Regions from separate parts of the Sminthopsis crassicaudata genome. Here region 1 is linked to region 2. Evidence: chromatin contacts called from public Hi-C data. All regions are on one chromosome and are shown on one strand. Each heading gives the region's core, a stretch centred on a gene start, on an enhancer-like site or on the middle of the called end of the contact. The rest is flanking DNA. Distances are from core to core; before and after follow the strand shown.

Region 1 (2,700 bases), core at 101-2,600, 160 kb after region 2:
CAATCCCCCATGAGTTCCTCCTCCCTCTTCCAAACTTCTGACCTTTCTGCAGCTTTCCTACCCAGTCCTTCCCGGCATCCCCCCCTCTCGGAGCCTCCGTCCCTCCCATCTTTATCTCCCTTTCCTAGCCCACCCTGTTTCCTTTGTATCTCATCCTTTCTCTGGGATCAAGTCATTTTAGCTGTGTCCCCCTCTTCTGGCCTCCCACTTTTCCTCCTCCCTCGGCCCTGCCTCACAATTGGCCAGCCCCCCCCAGATCTATGCCTTTGTGCTCCTGCTCCCCCATCCCTCCCTTCCCTCGATGCCGGTCCCTCGGACCCTCTGGCAGAGCCGGGAAACATTTCAGCAGCGCTTGTTGCCCGCCGGCCGCCGGGCCAGGCTGTGCCCCCTGCCAGTGGCCTCCACAGCTCACCCGGAGCAGGAGGCGGTTGAGGCTGCGGAGGAGGCTGTGGATGCCCAGCAGGCCCATGGAACCCAGCTCCGGCCCCTCGGAAGTGTCGGGCCCCCCGGGGGCGTGGCCGTGCCCGTGGGCACGCTCCGGGACGGAGACGGGCGCCGCTCGGTCCTCGGGGGTAGCTGCCAAGAGCAGGAGCAGCAGCGGCAGCAGGGGCTGCGGCCACATGGCGGGGCGGGGCCTGGGCGGGGGAGAGGGGCGGCGGTCAGAAGCCCCGCCTCCGCAAGCAGGCCGCGCCCCTCCCCAGGCGAGCCCCCTTCTCTTTCCCAAGCCGCGGTGGCTCCCGGCCCGGCCCTCGGACCGTCAAGTGCGAGCCGCCCCACAGAGGCGGGCTGCCGACCGGAGAACTGCCGCGTCCCCCGCACAACGGCCCCGGCCCGAGCCCGGGCGCTCCCGAGAACTTGCTGGGGGGGACCCCGCGCGGCCCGCGAGCCGGGCCTCGCTCCTCCGCCAGGCTCGGCCCTGCGCGGTGTCGGGGGGGAGCGTCCTAAAATCCGGCGGGGCCCGAGCGGCCCGGCCCTTTAACGTGCAGTCCTCCGAGCGGTCCTCCTGAGTCCAGGGGCCGCCCACCGGCCTGCCGTCCAGAGCCTCCAAGACCCCCTCCCCCGTGCCGCCCCCCGCCCGTCCCGTCCCACCGGAGCCCAGTCTCTTTAGAGATCCAAGGAGCGTGTCCAGCGGTCCGGCCCCGCAGCCAGGCCCCCTGGGGAGAACACGGAGGCCCCCGTCCCTCCGGCCTCCATACCCTGTCACCGCCTCGCTCCGCTTTCTCAAGGACCCAGTCGGCCTGGCCCCCCAGGCCCTTGTCTCTCTCAGACCGGGTCTCCTTGCGCAGGTACCGAAGACGGCTGAGCGTGTGCTGAGGGGGCGCGAGGGAATGGGCGCAGCTCCCACCCCGACTGAACTGAGGTCACAAGAGGCCCGCGCCGTCACAGAGAAGGCTGGAGCGCCCCGTCCCTTCGTTCCTAAAAGAACCCCCTCCTCTCGCGGGAGCGGCTTACTCTTCTCCGATCCTCCAAGGATGCTGTGTCTGAGAGACAGCTTGCACAAATGGGTAAAGAGCCCGAGGCGGGAAGACCTCTATTCCCAAAGCTGACCCCGACACATCCGGACTGTGTGACCCTGAACAAGTCATTTACCTCTCAGTGCTCTAGAACAGGGTTAAACTTTTTTTCCCCAAGTTTTTGCTGACTCCCGGTATGCAGGTATATAAAATAGGTATACACACCAAACTTTATTGATAATAAGATCCCGTGTGAGGTGCAGAATCACTCTTTAATAAGAAACTGGGCTCTAGACGATTGTAGAACCTCACTTTAAGATGCTGGGATTTAGACAAGACTCTAGAACCTTATTTAAGATGCATTTGGGTAACTCTAGAACCTCTAAGAAGCTGGTGTTTAGACAACTCTGGGACCTCACTTTAAGAAGCTGGGGGTCTAGATGGCTCTAGAACCTCATTTTAAGCTGGGCTCTAGATGACTCTAGAACCTGGCTTCTCTAGCAAGCTGGTATCTAGAGGACTCTAGAATTCAACTTCTCTTAAGAAGCTGGGATTTAGACAACTGTGGGAGCTCACTTTAAGAAACCGGGATCTAGACAACTCTCCAAGACTCTCATTGCAGGGGAGGTTTTCGCCTGCATCCGTTGTTTTCTCACCTGAGGGTTCCCTATACCAATAAAACCACAGACTCAGGCCCTAGCCCTATTTGTCCAGAGTGCCTTGTAGACAGTAGGAACTTCCTGTTTACTGTGACTTGGCGGGTACTGAATGCTCCAAAGTAGGTACAATGTGACGTCCTTTGTCCCTCCCCCAAATTCCAGTTCTGGAAAGGACCTCAGGGGCTTTTAGATTGAACCTGGATTTGAAGTCGGATCTTTGCAACACACCTGACAACAGCTGACTTTGCAGCCTGGGCATCTTTCCCCCCCGCCTTTTCTCAATAGTTTTTTATTTTCCAAATACATATATAGTTTTCAACATACATTTGAGACTCTGTGTTACAAGTTTTTCTCCCTCCATTGCTCTTCCCCTTCCCTATGACAGTAAGCAAACTGATATAGGTTTTAAATATGTGCAATCCTTTAAATATATCTCTTTATTTGTCATGTTGTGCAAGACAAATCAGACCGAGGGGGGAGGGAAACACAAGGAAACAAACAAAAAGGGGAAAATACTATGCCTCCATCCACATTCAGACTCCATATTTCTCTTTATATATTTATTTGATATTTCCCATCTCATCTAT
Region 2 (2,700 bases), core at 171-2,670:
GCTCCCACAGCAGCGAGGCCAGCAGAGCTCCGGGGCCCGGGCCCGAACGGGGCCGGCCCGAGACCCCTAAAAGGCCGCCCACCTCCTCGCTGCCGCCGGCCGCCGCCTTGCGCTCCTTGTCCTTTAGGAGACCTGGCGAAGAGACGGACAAGACGGGGCGGACGGGGGGGGGGGGGGGGGGGGGGGAGGTGGGGGGGGGAAGAAGGGGGCGGGGCGCAGCGCGGCACAGGGACAGCAAGTCACACGCAGACCAGGGCAGCGAGTCACGGACAAGCGCAAAGTGGGGCACACGCAGAGAGGGACAGTGAGATGCAGAGCGAGGCGCGCAGGGAGAGCCGGAGGGGGGAGGGAGCAGAACCATTAGACAAACGCAGGGGGTGCAGAGAGGGCCGGGCAGCGCCCGCGAGACGGGGATTCAGGAAAGGACCGAGGGACAGCCCCGGGGGAGGATCCATGGGGCGTCCAGCCCGAAACAGTGGTGCAGGAAAGGAGTGAGGCGGCACAGAGGGGCCGGGCGGGAGAGTCAGTTGGGATCCGTGCGGGGACACAGCAGCAGTCCGGAGAGGGGACGGCCACGGAGGGCCACCGAGAGGCCGCGGCGCGGGGCAGGGAACGACACGGGAGGGAGACACGCAGGGAAGGCAAGGGCAGGGTCAGCGACTTCTGACCTAGACTGCCCTGGGCTCTTCCCACCCATCCCCACGGCCCGGGCTTTCCTCTTTGCGCCCCCCAAGGGGTACGAACCGGCGGGCTGGGCCAGGAGAGGGCTCCGCCCCGTCTTGGGCCCGCGGCCCCATGTGACCCCTGGAAGCCCCGCCCCGGCCCGTGTCCGAGCCTTGTGAGCTCCCGACCCCCGCCCGCCCATAGCCGCTGGGGTCCCGGGGGAGAAGGGGACGCCTGGGTCCCGCCGCGGGACACTCACAACTGGCCGGCGGCTCCTTGGTCTTCCCGGGCCCCTGCAGGAGGCTTCGCAGGCCGTGCAGCGCCGCGCCTCCCGCCGGGCCGCCCAGCAGCTGTGGGGCCGGGGACCTGTCGCTCGAGGGCCTCGCCATCCCCCGGGGGCTGGGGGCCGTCACCGGCGCATGGGCGACGAGGCTGCACCTTTGGAGACTTCGGGCTAGCAGTTGCCGCGGTGCCCCGGGACAGAGACCCTTGCTAACCCCGGCTCGCCTATGCGTAGGAGCCAGGCGTCCGTGGCAGCCCGCAGACCCCCGGATGGGCCGGGCGAGCGCCTGTCTGCAAGGGGCCCTGGCGAGGCCAGGTGCCGGTGGGCGAGCGGGCAGCGGCGGGCGCCCTGCGCTTTAAAGCCCGCGAGCCTGAGCTCGTGCACATCGGAGGCGCTTGGCAAGCCTGCACGGGGGAGGCGTGTGTGTATGTGTGTCTGTCGGAGTGTGCAACGGGGATGGAGGCTGGCCGAGAAGCAGGCGGAGCCAAAGGCGCAGCAAACTTCTTTGGATGCAAAATAAAAAAAAAGCAGGCTGGGGGAGGGAGCGGGGTGTGGATTGGTGCAGGCCCCACGGCGGCCTCTCCGCCTGCTCCAACCCCGCTCGCCCCTCCTTCTCCTGGCCTGGCCTCGCCTCGTGCCTCGTGGCTCCTCCTCCCCGCCCGCTCGCCCTGCCTTCCCCAGCTCCATATTCACCGGCCAATCAGGGCGCGGGCTGGGGGAATGACCGACCAATGGGAATGCTTCTGCCTCGAGCCTGCTCTCTGGCTCCCTTTCATGTCTCCCCCCCAGCGCGTGGCGGGGAGGGAGCGGGGCGGAGCCCTGACCTAGATTCCTCCAATGAGGATGGGCGCTGTGACCCAGATGGGGGACAATGGGGCGGGGCGGGAGGTGGGATGGGGGGAGCACGTGGCCCTGCGCGTGCCACCCGCCAAATCCTGAGGACCGGAGGGAGGTTGCAATTTGTGAGAGGCGGGGGAGTTGTTAAAGGGGCCGTGACCGGGTTGGGGAGCGGAGCCCCTAACCCTTCGGCCTACGGAGAGGGTTGCGTCATCCTTCTACCATTCCCCATATACCCTCTTTCCCCAAGCCCTTGGACCCGCTTCTCTGACTACACAAAAACGTGTTCTGTCTCTTTAATAGATTTAGCTTTTGCGGGGTGGGGTGGGGGTGGGGGTGGGGAAGGCAAGCAGTCCTCTTCTCAGCGGGTACCGTCCACTGCAAGAAAAAAAGGGGTGGGGGAGGAGGTAAGGTCCGGGCAGAATGGAGCCTACCACTGAAATCAGGAGGGGGAAATGGTTTGTACCACTGGCCTGTATCGGGCACGGAACTAACCTGGTCCCTAGAGTGCACAGGATGTACCATTGTTTATTACTGCGAGGAAGTGGGACCTTACCACGCTGAGGGGGGAATGGTGTCTTGAGTGGACTGTACCAAGTCTCTTTGGAAGGAGAGAACGTTGGGAGCAGGCTGCTGATAGTTCCTAAACTTCCGTGGGGTTGGTGAGGAAGGTTTCCCGGGACGTCCTGATTCTAAGGGGCAGATCTTGAACCAGGGTACCCAAATGCCAGGATCACTCCAGACCTTAGGTTGAACCCAGAATGGGTGAAAGAGGAAAGAACTACAAATCCCAGGAGGGCTCGCGGCCGATGATTAGCAAGCTTCCTACGTTTCAGCTCCGGAGTCTCTTGGGACTTGTAGTTTTTCAGCGCACTTTCTAGCCCTGGGTTTGGGATAGAAGGGGGCAGGGGGAGGGT

The links. Hi-C and Micro-C count contacts between places; a contact is called where the count stands out from the background.
Region 1: a contact with region 2 is called in a Hi-C map of hippocampus, with 2.8 times the contacts expected there. The contact joins the promoter of DKKL1 here to the promoter of DBP in region 2. A contact is called at or near these places in 2 of 2 Hi-C or Micro-C datasets (fibroblasts and hippocampus).

Annotation. Positions count from the first base shown.
Region 1 is chr3:651,535,526-651,538,225 of ASM4859323v1, forward strand. It overlaps DKKL1 (dickkopf like acrosomal protein 1), which reads right to left and starts at 1,351. Exons shown (of 5, transcript XM_074308181.1): 1 at 1,197-1,351; 2 at 413-635. The coding sequence starts at 622.
Region 2 is chr3:651,371,855-651,374,554 of ASM4859323v1, forward strand. It overlaps DBP (D-box binding PAR bZIP transcription factor), which reads right to left and starts at 1,421. Exons shown (of 4, transcript XM_074307392.1): 1 at 923-1,421; 2 at 1-132. The coding sequence starts at 1,052. It overlaps CA11 (carbonic anhydrase 11), which reads right to left. Exons shown (of 8, transcript XM_074307389.1): 8 at 2,065-2,161. The coding sequence ends at 2,145.